Linked DNA regions of Rattus norvegicus: region 1 is linked to region 2. Evidence: chromatin contacts called from public Hi-C data. All regions are on one chromosome and are shown on one strand. Each heading gives the region's core, a stretch centred on a gene start, on an enhancer-like site or on the middle of the called end of the contact. The rest is flanking DNA. Distances are from core to core; before and after follow the strand shown.

What was found. A called contact is a pair of places that touch in the nucleus more often than the background predicts.
Region 1: a contact with region 2 is called in a Hi-C map of liver, with 2.8 times the contacts expected there. The contact joins the enhancer-like site here to the promoter of Anks1a in region 2. A contact is called at or near these places in 6 of 12 Hi-C or Micro-C datasets (the A7r5 cell line, Schwann cells, frontal cortex and 3 more).

The regions. Positions count from the first base shown.
Region 1 is chr20:6,020,677-6,026,628 of GRCr8, reverse strand. The region is part of intron 1 of Anks1a (ankyrin repeat and sterile alpha motif domain containing 1A); the gene reads right to left. Among named protein-coding and RNA genes, the nearest start is that of Anks1a, 58 kb to the right of the region's middle. Within about 2 kb of position 2,843, at least 7 of the 93 cell types and tissues checked have an H3K27ac peak or open chromatin away from gene starts, as enhancers often do. A contact at or near this core is called in liver, where this site is marked.
Region 2 is chr20:5,963,805-5,969,432 of GRCr8, reverse strand. Anks1a (ankyrin repeat and sterile alpha motif domain containing 1A) reads right to left here and starts at 3,990. Exons shown (of 25, transcript NM_001414943.1): 1 at 3,679-3,990. The coding sequence starts at 3,866. It also overlaps a transcript of Taf11 not described here.

The DNA of each region.
Region 1 (5,952 bases), core at 1,594-4,093, 58 kb before region 2:
TAGGGACGCTTTATCTAAGAGATGTCTGAGCAGCCACAAAAACAACCTGCAGAGGACCCTAAGTGAGGGAGGGAGAAAGCCCCTGCCAGCTGTGCCAGAGGCAATGCCAACATCTAAAACACCTGGACGTGGCTGACTGCAAGGAAACAAACCCATTTAAAGATGGGCAAAGTACATGAAAACTCGTCTTTACAGATGGAGCTTCATGCAGCCCAGAATGGCCCTGAACTCCTGGTCATTCCCCTTCTACCTCCCCACTCCCTCAAAGCTGGGATTCCAGGCTATTTTATACAAGACATACAAATGATCAACGGATAAATGAAAAATGTCCCCATGTCACTAATTCTTAAGGAAATACAAACTCAAAGCTACTTGCTATGACTGCGTGTCTGTCAGAACAGTCAGTGCAAACAAGAGGAAAGGCAGGAGCTGGTAAGGACGTAAAGGACACCCTAGACACGGCTGTAGGGAATGTAAACTCACCCATAGGGAGAGCAATGGGGGTGTCTTAGTCAGGGTTCCTAGTCCTGCACAAACACCATGACCAAGAAGCAAGTTGGGGAGGGAAGGGTTTACTCAGCTCACACTTCCACATTGCTGTTCATCAGCAAAGGAAGTCAGGACTGGAACTCACGCAGGTCAGGAAGCAGGAGCTGCTGCAGAGGCCGTGGAGGGGTGTTGCTTCCCCTGGCTTGCTCTCTTACAGAACCCAGGACACCAGCCCAGGGCCCAGCTGTCCTTCATCTTAGAAGAGTCCCCAGCGGCTCCCGCAGAGGCCATTACACCAGCATGCACTCCCTCAAAACCACAGGAGATGACCAGGACATGGCGCGCGCGTGCGTGTACACACACACACACACACACACACACACACACACACACACGGCCTCTCTATCCATCTTTCTCTGACCTAGAGATCTAGGAATAGGGTTCACCTAGAGATTTCAGGGTCCAGGGAACAGACTGAGCAAACGAACTCCTTCCTATACGGGAAGGAGGCCTGTGATCTCCTTGTTTGGATTTTAGCTCTGGACAGGATGGCAGCGACATCCTCTCCACCCAACGGCCTTCCTTCTTGGCAGCTCAAGAAAAGAGCTGTTTACAAATCCCGGTCTTCCTCCCTGTGCTGTCCTCAAGCAGTGAGTACCAAAGGCTGCTCACCCGCAGACACAGCGGAGTACAGCGGAGGTGGGAGCCGGGCTCTAAAAGCGGCCCAGAGCATCCCTATACAAAGCTTCTGTGGGTTCTGCAGAGCCGCAGGGTAGACGTAAGCAGACTCTCTGCAGCCATGGAGCAATTCAGCACTCTTAGCCTCCTGGGATAGCTTTAGGTCCAGGTTCAGGGCCCAGGCTCCATCCTCAGCGGCTGCCCCTCCCCCGTGTCAGGCACAGCACCTGAGCCACTTGCTCACGTGATCAGGACTTTCTTCATTGGACATTTCCAGAAGCTAGAGCAGATCCACATCCCACTGTGTATCAGACGCTGTTTCACGTGCTATAGAAGCAGCCCTGCCCTATTGCCTTGGAAGCGCCTACATTTAGACAGGACCTCAGAAAACCTTGAAGACGGCAAGGGAGTACAGGAAGGTGTGGATCTTCTTTGGCCCTGAACCTCGCCTCGAAGCTTCTTCGTCCCTGTGTCCCACAGCACGGCCACATCTGCAGGCTCTGAGCAAGGTTTGCAGGACAAATGAGTAGACCATATGACACAAGAACACACATTTGGTGAGTGAGCTCTGGCCAACAGGTCTTGGTCAAGGGGCTGCTCACACATCGGTTAATACGTGTGGCCCTGCACAGAAGGCACAGAAAGGTCCCGAATGGAAGTCTTCATTTAGAGTGAATACAAATGCATGCACACGCAGGTTCAGGGACTTGGATACCCGCAGGGAGACCAGAGGCCCACATCAGCTGTCATCCTTTCTCGCTCCCCACTGTATGGATTGGGACAGGGTCTCTCACTGGACTAGGAACCCCGGGGTTAGGCTGGTTGGCCAGTGAGTCCCTAGGACCCCATCCATCTCTGCACCCCCAGCTGCAGGTGTGCACCACTACTCCCAGATTTGATGTGATGCTGGGGACCAGAACTCAGGTTCCTGTGCGTGCACAGCAAGGGTTTTACCCACTGCGCTATCTTCCTCTCAAAGGGTAAGATCCTGCCCCATGGCCCACTTGGCCTTCTACACCCAAACAGGAAGCTGCCAGATTATGTTTTGGAGACACAGTGACTCCAGAGGAAAGGTCAGGAGCTGCAGATCTGGGGGGTTTTCTTCCCTCTATCATGATATGGGGTACCCCCGACAAGCTCTCCTAGCCTCTGCACAGTGTCCAATTAGCTTCTTTGCCTCAGACTTACACAAGTGCAGATGACAGAGAGGGATCCTGGGCACTGAGGAAACCTTCAGTATGGGAAGACAACACTAAAGACAGGACGACTTCTGAGGTGACATCATTCCCAGCCTGGACCTCTCCAGCAGACGCATTACTCTCAATGCTCAAACCGTACGGTATGTTTAGACACCCAAGATCTCAAACTTTGTCGGGAAGAAAACTGGAGGATGTGCTGCTCCACCGAACACATAAGCAGTGAGAAACAGGAAGATGGCTGTCCAGGAAACCAGGCCCAGGGACTCGGCCCACCGGGGAGTATCTGTAGGACAGGGTAACACATCAATCTGCCTGGGATGTAGGGAGACGCTAAAGAGATTTAACAAGTATAGCCATGGTTTGAGAAGTAAACTCAGGAAACCAAGAGGTTATTGATAAATGAGAAGGAGGAAGAGGACTGGTGTATTCTGAGTGGCTCAGCAGATGAACTGCTGTGACAGCCACGGCGACACAAGCCGACACTGACCGGCAGTGCACCGTCTGCAGGAACGGTGGCAAGACCTCCCCTTCCACAGTCAAGACTACTAAGGGAAGCCGAACTTTAAGGATAGAGGAACAACAGGCTGGGGCGACTCGGATTCTCAGAGCCCATGCAAAAGCCAGGCACAGTGGCCTGCACCTCTGATCCCAGGTGGGAGACGGTTCCTACTGACCCAGGCTCAATCAGTGAGCTCCGGGTCAGTGAAGGAACTTGTCTGACTGGTCCTCACAAAGTGGGGAGTGATGGGGAGGTACACATGAAAGAGGGAGAGGGACAAAGGGCCATGACAGCAATGACTACTGTGGGGAGAAAGGCAGCAGAAACAGGACGGGCAGGTAGGCACAGTTCCACACGGAACAGAGGACTGGGGACTTGCTGCCTGCTTGGCTAGAGGAGCCTTAGTAAACCCTGAAATGTAAGTCTGGCTGTGTGGGCGTTCTGTGGCTGTGTGTTTTGTTTCAGACGTGTAATGAGTAGCTGCAATACTGAAGGCCTTTTCCCCTCCAGAGGGAGACACAGTGAGAGGCGGTACCCCACGTCACCTCTGCACACATGTACCCAACACAGCACTGGGGGGAGGGGCAAGGGGCAGAGCCACAGGTGACCTCCATTCTGTCCTGCACCTTATTCCAGTTGGCAGGGCGGGCAGACCCATCGCAGGCTGACAGGTAGGCTTCTGGGGGGCCACTGGGAACTCCTGGCGCCTCTTCCCAGCACCAATTTCCACCGCTGTGGTTGGTCGGGTGAGGCGCCGTGCCCTGTACCCTGCCTGCTGATGGCGATGGGAAGGGAAGCAGTCGGGATTCTGGGGCAGAGGACAGGGCAGGCTGAGGAGCACAGCCGCAGGTGAGTCCTAAGAAGCCTCTGACTGCACCGGTCTCATCAATGGTCTCGACCCTCGGGTCTTCAGTTCCTGACCCACAGATGCACATCAGCAGTGTCCGATCAGCTTACAGAAGAATGGTCTCCAGGGCGCCAGCGCTAAGTGGGGACCCTCCATGTCTACTTGCTAAGCCTACACTGTCCCCTGCCTGCCTGAGACATTGGACTGCACCTTGGGCAGAGCACTCAGCACTGTGGGGAAGGCAGAACAGGGGAGAAGTCACTGCTTTGCTCTGAAAGTTTTATTTAAAGAGATACCAACCCTCTCCAAAGGAAATGAGAAGCACACACCAGTGTGAGGCCCTCTGCTAAGGGAACATGGGTGCCATGGTGGTTGACTGGGATCTCACTAGATAGGACAGGGGACACGAGGGTGATGGGTCCGCAGCACCTTCAAGAGAGACTTCGCAGGTTTCTGTATTTCCTGGAGTGCCTACTCTCCCTGGCCTCTCCCTGCCATACCCCATCAGCCCTGTCCAAGGTGAGGCAGGAGTGCCACCTGCGATGCCTCCCTGGCATCGGAAAGAGCTGTGGGTCCCTATCTGGTCGCTTCTCTTGGCAGACCAAACACGTTCAGTTTTATCTACCGTTGTGTTCTCACTGCCAGCGAAGGGCTCTACCTCGAACCTTCAACACCTTCGTTATTTAAAGAATGAAGGCTACAGAGATAGCTCAGTGGTTAAGGGCACTGGTTGTTCTTCCAGAGGACCGGGGTTCAACTCCCAGCACCCACGTGGTGGCTCATAACTGTTTGTAACTCCAGTTCCAGGGGTTCTGATGCCTTCTTCTGACCTCTGCAGGCACCAGGCATGCATGTGTTTGCACAGACATACATGCATGTAAAACACTATACGTGTAACATATAAGTAAATTTAAAAAAAGAAAAAGAATACAAAAAAAATTAGGGATGGAAAGATGGCTCCATGGGTAAGAGCTTTTCCTGCAGGCATGAAGACCTGAGTCAGGACCCCGCACACATGAACAAAGCTAGGAATGGTCTATGACCCCAGCACTGGGGGAGGGAAGGTAGAGGCAAGATTGCCGGGGCTTGTTGGCCACCAGCCAGATTCAGGTTCAGAGACAAATCTCAAGGGGATAAAACAGAGAGAGTGACAGGGCAGGGCAATCAGAATCAGACGTCCTCGTCTGGCCTCTTACACAGGCAGGCACACCCCTCCCACACCATTACGTGCACGCACAGGGATTTAAATGATGAACTGTTCTCCTCTAAGTTAATTATTGGTAAATAGTACTGCACGAATTTTCCTAAATGCTGGTGCAGGCGTGTGACACTGAGGCGCTCGCTACCAGGGGAAACAAGTCTCTCCAGTCAGTGGACGCCACTCTCCCTGAGAGTTCTGACAATGATTGACTGACTGTTCGTCCATTCAGTGGGCTGGAGCAGGAGGACAGGTGACGGAGTCACTGTTGAGGGGTACGAATTTTGTGCTGAGTTGGTCCTAAAGCCTAGCTTAGCCCTGGCAATCCCGCTTCAGAATGAGGTGAGCAGCACTTGGTCTGAACTGACACAAACCGTGGGTCCACTTCCCTCCATCTAGAAGAGACAGCTCGCACCAGGAGCTCCCTACATTCCAATACCCGGAACAGGACTCCGGCGCCCGCCATTCCGCTTGCTTGGCTGCTTTCTAAGGCTTTTGGAAACAAGGCCTCAACTCATCCAGACCGGCCTCTAACCCAGCGTGTAGCCAGGGATGGCCTTCAACTTCTGATCCTCCTACCTTGACCTCTCCAGTGATGTAACTACAGTCATGCTCAGTTCTCCCACAGTTCCGTCTGGTTTTGGGAGGGGGCCTTGTGGCACCATCCAGGCTGTCCTTGAAATCCATGCTTCAGCCTCCCTAGGAGCTGGGACGGATGGTGTGCACCACCAAGGCTGGTCTGTTTACATGGTTCACCCCCTGAAACTCCCCCCACAGGAACATGTCCGGGAGCCCTAGGAAGCCGATGTGTGTGAGGTGAGTAACTTACCCAGGGTCACAGAGCTTGGCAGGATGCAGGTGAGGTGAATTCTAAACCCTCAGCCCCACCCAATGCATCTGCTCGACCAGTGGCTTTCCTCGTTCCTCTCCCTACAGCTCTGACCAATGGCTTTCCCCGTTCCTCTCACTCCCCTACAGCTCTGACCAATGGCTTTCCTCATTCCTCTCACTCTCCTACAGCTCTGACCAATGGCTTCCCTTG
Region 2 (5,628 bases), core at 2,741-5,240:
ACATGAGAGCTACAGAGGCAAGCAAAGGTGGGACTGAGAACTACTGTGTATGATATATGTGTCCCCCGAGACCTGTGTGTCTGAGGACCATCATGGGGTGTGTGAGGCTAAGACCCAGGTACAAAATAGCTCTAAGAAATGGGACCTGTGAGGAGAGAAGGGAGTATTTTGTAATTTCAGAACACACAGGAGGGGTTGGTGAGAGGGCGCAGCTGGTAACATGCTTGCTCTGTAGGCACCAGGACCCAAGTTCAATCCCCAGAACGCACCTAAAAATGCCATCTGCGTGTAAACCCAGTCTTACCAGTTTCCACATATGTGTACACGCATACATGCAGAAAGAATACATACAAAACCTATGTGGGATGACTGGGGGAGAAGGGTCATAAACACATGAGGAAAGAAACACACGTGTGGTTCGCAACATCTATACCCAGTGCAGCTCTAAGCTCCGTAAACGTCAAGATTCCAGTTTTCAGTACTAATGAGGCTAGGATACACCAGTCGAGACACCAAATTAGGAGTCCACGGCTTCCAGTGATAACTCACGGTTCCAGGCAGGAAAAAAGAGTAGGAGTACCTTCCTCCACCTCCAAACCTACAACAGGGGCCTCATGGTTATGTAGATGCGTGACCTTGGGGTTGGAGAGGTGGCTCAGAGGCTGCTCTTCCAGAGGTCCTGAGTTCAATTCCCAGCAACCACATGGTGGCTCACAGCCATCTGTAATGAGACCTGGTGTTATCTTTGGCCTGCAGGCAGGCATGCATGCAGGCAGAACAATATATATAATAAATAAACCTTAATAAATGCATAGTGCCCCTAATTAATGACACACCCAGTGTAGCAGGGGCCTAAGCAGAGGCCTTCCCTCCCAGCAGGAGACTGAGAGACTGGGAGACTCATAGGCATCTGTAGCTTCTTTCAGACACAGCAGCCAATGAGGAGTCCAGCAGCGATGTGACTCTAGGGAAGGGACACACCCACTCATGCTTTATGGAAGAAATGGAAAAAAGCACTGTGCTCAACAGACCTGGCAGTCTTGTTTAACTATGTATGTGGCAACCAGATCTCAACAACGTCCCACTGCCTCTGAGGGCACACCAAGAGGAACCTGACCTGTATCAGAGGGCAGAAGATGTGCGGAAAGTTTATGTCCCCCTCCCCCGAGGCAGAGGGCGTCCACGGCAAATCCCCAAGTACTGCATCATCCGTGCAGTTTTCCCTTGCCTCTCAGCTAAAGGAGTACGTGCAGAATTAAAAAAAAAAAAAAAAAAAAAAAGTGGGAAGTCCAGCACGTGGGAGGCAGAGGCAGAGGCAGGCGGATCTCTGCTAGTTCAAAGCCAGCCCAGCCTACTTAATGAGTTCCAGCCCAAGGCGATGTAGTGAGGCACTGCCTAAAAACAAACAAACAAAGAAATGAGGGAAAAAAGTGTTCCGTGTTTAGTTGCTGAGCGCCTGTGTGCTGGCTGGTTTTACACCCACTGACACAAACTAGAGTCACCTGGAAGGAGGGAGCCCCAACTGAGAAAATGCCCCCATAAGATCTGGCTGTAGGGCATTTTCTTAATTAGTGATTGATGGGGGAGGGCTCTGCCCACTGTAGGTGGTGCCATCCCCTGGGCTGGTAGTCCTGGGTTCTATAAGAAAGAGGGCTGAGCAAGGCATGAGGAGCAAGCCAGGAGAACAAGCCAGTCGGCAGCACCCCTCCATGGCCTCTGCATCAGCTCTGCCTCCAGGTTCCTGCCCTGGTGAGTTCTGGTCCTGAGTGAGTGACCAGACTATGATGTGGGAGTGCAAGCCATTAAATAAACCCTTTCCTCCCCAACTTGCTTTTAGTCATGGTGTCTCATCACAGCAATAGAAACCCCAACTGGGAGACTCTGTCTTCAGGTGCTAATATAGAGACTGAGAATACAAGTGTGCTAATACAAGACAGGCTGCTAACATGAGAGCCAAAAGTATACCGATCCATTCTTATTTGCCTTTAAAGGCACGACTACTCAAGATCCCAAGCAGGAAGTCCCCGAGTAGTCCACAAACAGCAAACAAACCCTGCCTCTGAACAGGGTGTGCTTCCTCTGAGCATTCCCAACTACGTGCTATCTACCCAAACCTTGACTTCAAAGCCAGCCTCGGTGCACCTCCCCTGGAGATTCTAACCTATCCCAGAGAAGTGTCTGTCCTCTGAAGTGCCAACCACTACCAGCTAGGATCTCAATTTATTTAGAGGCTGATCATCCCCTGAGGAGATGGCTCAGTCCATAGAGTGCTTGTTCAGCAAACAGGAACCCTTGAATTTGATCTAGCACCCATGTTTAAAGGAAGAATAAAGAGAGAGAGAGAGAGAGAGAGAGAGAGAGAGAGAGAGAGAGAGAGAGCGCGCCAACGTGGCTGTAATGTTAGTACTGGGAAGGCAGAGGCAGGGAAATCCCTGGGACTTGCTGGCCAGCCAGTTTGGCGCAATCAGCAAACTCCAGGTTTTGGGGGAGAGCAAGTGAGGAAGACGCCAGATGTCAACGTCTAGCCTTCATCGTGCACATTCGCGCGCGCGCGCGCGCGCACACACACACACACACACACACCCAAACATAGGCACACACACACAACCATTCTACTAGAATCAGTACTTTTTATCTATTCAAAAAACTTTGATTACCACCTATGAGCCAGTATTCTTCAAGAGACTGAGTGCAGCCAAACAGAATCGGCTTTTTCCCCATCAAAGGAAGGGGAGGGTTCTTGTATAGTGCTTTTAAAAATCTTCCTGAAAATATGTGGGTTGAGACTCAGGACTGAATGAATACCTATTTATTAAAGCCGTGGGCTTCCTGGTTGCAACCTCTCCAAGCTTACTTAAACTGAAGGTGCATGAACCTACAGGGAACAGAAGCTAAGGAAGCCACTTCTAAATGAACTTCCACTTCTTAAAAACCTCAAAAGAACAAGGAAGGAAAAGAAAACAGCTACGAAAGCGCTGCTGAACCAACACATTTTGTGCACTCTGACAGAGCATTCCAATCCCCCTTGTAAACTACAAAGAGTGACCCCCTACTCCCTCCCGACGCCTTGCAGCCCGAGATTCAAGCGTCTAAAAGATCTCAGAAAGTTGAACGCACCTAAGCTCCCTTAAGCAAGCCTTGGTTTCTTTGCGATTAAGTCCCAGGGGGAAATGAGCAGATGCCACTTGGACGAACCCAGCCAGAGTGACAACAAGGAAATGACAAACTGAGCTTCAGGCGCCAAGAGGGGCTCACAGACTGAACACCTCGTGCGCGATCAACGCAGAAGCAATTTTAAAAACAAACAAAAGCCGGGTTCTGCACAGCCCGGGTGGAAGGTTCCTAAGTTCCTAAGAGAAGGAAACGAGAATGTGCTCCAGGGGAGCCGCGAGGCTGCGCGCGGCGTGGGAGTTCCTGCAGGATGTGAGAGGGATTCCGCGAATTCGGTCTGCTCTGAAGTGGCTTTTGTGAGAAGCGACAGCTGGCACCTCACGGCGGGCGAGGGTGACGCCGAGCTGTGCCATGCGGCGCGGGCTGCCACCTGGGCACTCCCCCCATTCTCCGCAGCCGCGACGCCAGACACGAGAGCCCCGGCCTGCGCCGCGCGCGCCGTAGGAGCCGCGACCTCTCGGGGGAGCCCGCGCAGTCCGGACTGCGAGCCCCGGCGCGCGCACTCACCTCAGCAGACTGGAGAGAGGGTGGCTGGAAGAGCCGAGGCCGCCGCCCCCGGAGCCGCCGCCGCTGCCGGAGCCGCCGCCGCCGCCGCCGCCGAAGCCGGAGGAGAGCCGCTTCCCGGACAGCAGCTTCTCCACGGCCGGGAGGTGCCCGGTGCGGGCCGCCTCCAGCAGCTCCTGCTCCTTCCCCATCCCCAGGACCGCCACCCCTCGGACCCCAACCCCTAGCCTTGCAGAGCCAGCTCAGGCTCCTAAACTTTCCGTCTCCGGGCAACGCACCCCTCAAACCGGCCGGGGACGCCACCCCCTCTCTCCCCCTCCCCGCCTCCTTGGTCTCCCCCTCCCCTGATGGCGCGTCACTTCCGGGATCCGGCGTCACGCGTCACCGCGCCCCCGCGCCCCGCCCCCTTGCCCACCTAGTGGGCGGGGCTCGGCGCCGCCTTGCAGGTGACCCAGGGTGGCAGAGTGGAAGTCCGGGCGTGCAGAGTGGAGCCTGGCGCAGACGCGGTTCACGCCCAGCGAACCCGCCCATTCGACAGGTGGGAGAGAAGGAAGGCAGCACACTTGTTGGAGCTTCCCGAAGTGCTCGCCTTCTCAAAGGTTTGGGACCTCATGGGACTGGAAATCCGCTCATTGGTCCAGGCATCGTAGAAACAAAAGAAAGGCGGTAACGGGTACCCATGTTTTCAATTCCATTCAAGACACATAGATTAACTACGGAATAGCTGCGGATACCTAGAACCAGACTTGAAAAATCCCGCCCTCTGGTGCTTCCTTGAGGGAAGGCCAGAGAGTTTTTACAACTGCTGTTAGCCTGGCATTGTAGCACTCGCCGTTTGTCCCAGCAGTCGGGAAGCAGAAGCCGCCGCATCTCTGCGAGTTTAAGACCAGCCTGGCTTACAAAGCAAGTTACGGGCTAGCCAAGGCTACATAATGAGACCCTATCTCAAAAAGGGGGGCGGAAGAGGCGGTACGGGAGTGGCTGTTAGGTGGCTCCGTGGCTGCTCTGTCAGAGGATCTAGGTTTGTTTCCCATTCCTTGTGGCACCTCACTGCAGTCTGTAACTCCAGTTCTAGCGGATGTGATCCTCTTTTCTGGCCTCCCAGGGTACCACGAAAGCGTGCGGAGCCCAGACTTATATGCAAAACACCCATACACACGAAAGAAAAAGTTAAGAAATCTTTTTTTAAAAGATTCATTTATTATATGTAAGTACACTATAGCTGTCTTCAGACACACCAGAAGAGGGCATCAGATCTCGTTACAGATGGTTGTGAGCCACCATTGTAGTTGCTGGGATTTGAACTCAGAACCTCAGGAAGAGTAGTCATTGCTCTTAACCACTGAGCCATCTCTCCAGCACAAGAAGTCTTTTTAAAACGCATATCCTCGCTCTCCATCCTACTAATTCTTCCAATAAATGGTCAGAAGAGACCTTCTTTCTCTTAGTTGTCGTGAGAAACATTTTAAAAGATTTGGGGGACCAGTCCCAATTTTTAATATTGGTGGACTGAGGGGAAAAGGTAATGGGGAGAAGACGATTGTTTGCTTGCTTATTGTTTTTTCTGGTTTTTCTCAGGATACTAGCTAGCCCTGTTCTGACGCGAGGCAGGTGGCCAATATTTGAGACAATGAATGAAATTCAAGGTTCTGGCTACGTTCAACGAGTTGGCTACGTTCTGTTGGCACTAGATAGAGATGCTTGCGAAACAGAAGGTAAGCCTAAGCAGTTCCCTGGTGGACACAAGCCGGTGGTCTCAGTTCTTCAGAAAATACGAGGTTGGGTCGCTGCCGGAAGTTGCTCAGTCCAAGGCAACAACAGGGACGAAGTTTTCTCCCTGTTCCCTCGACTTTGCGCTGAAGGAGTCAAGTTAAAGAAGGATTCATTGGCATTGCATTCCCAGGAAGGAGAAGAAAAAGAAGTCTCTCGGTAAACGAATGTACGCTCTTTCAA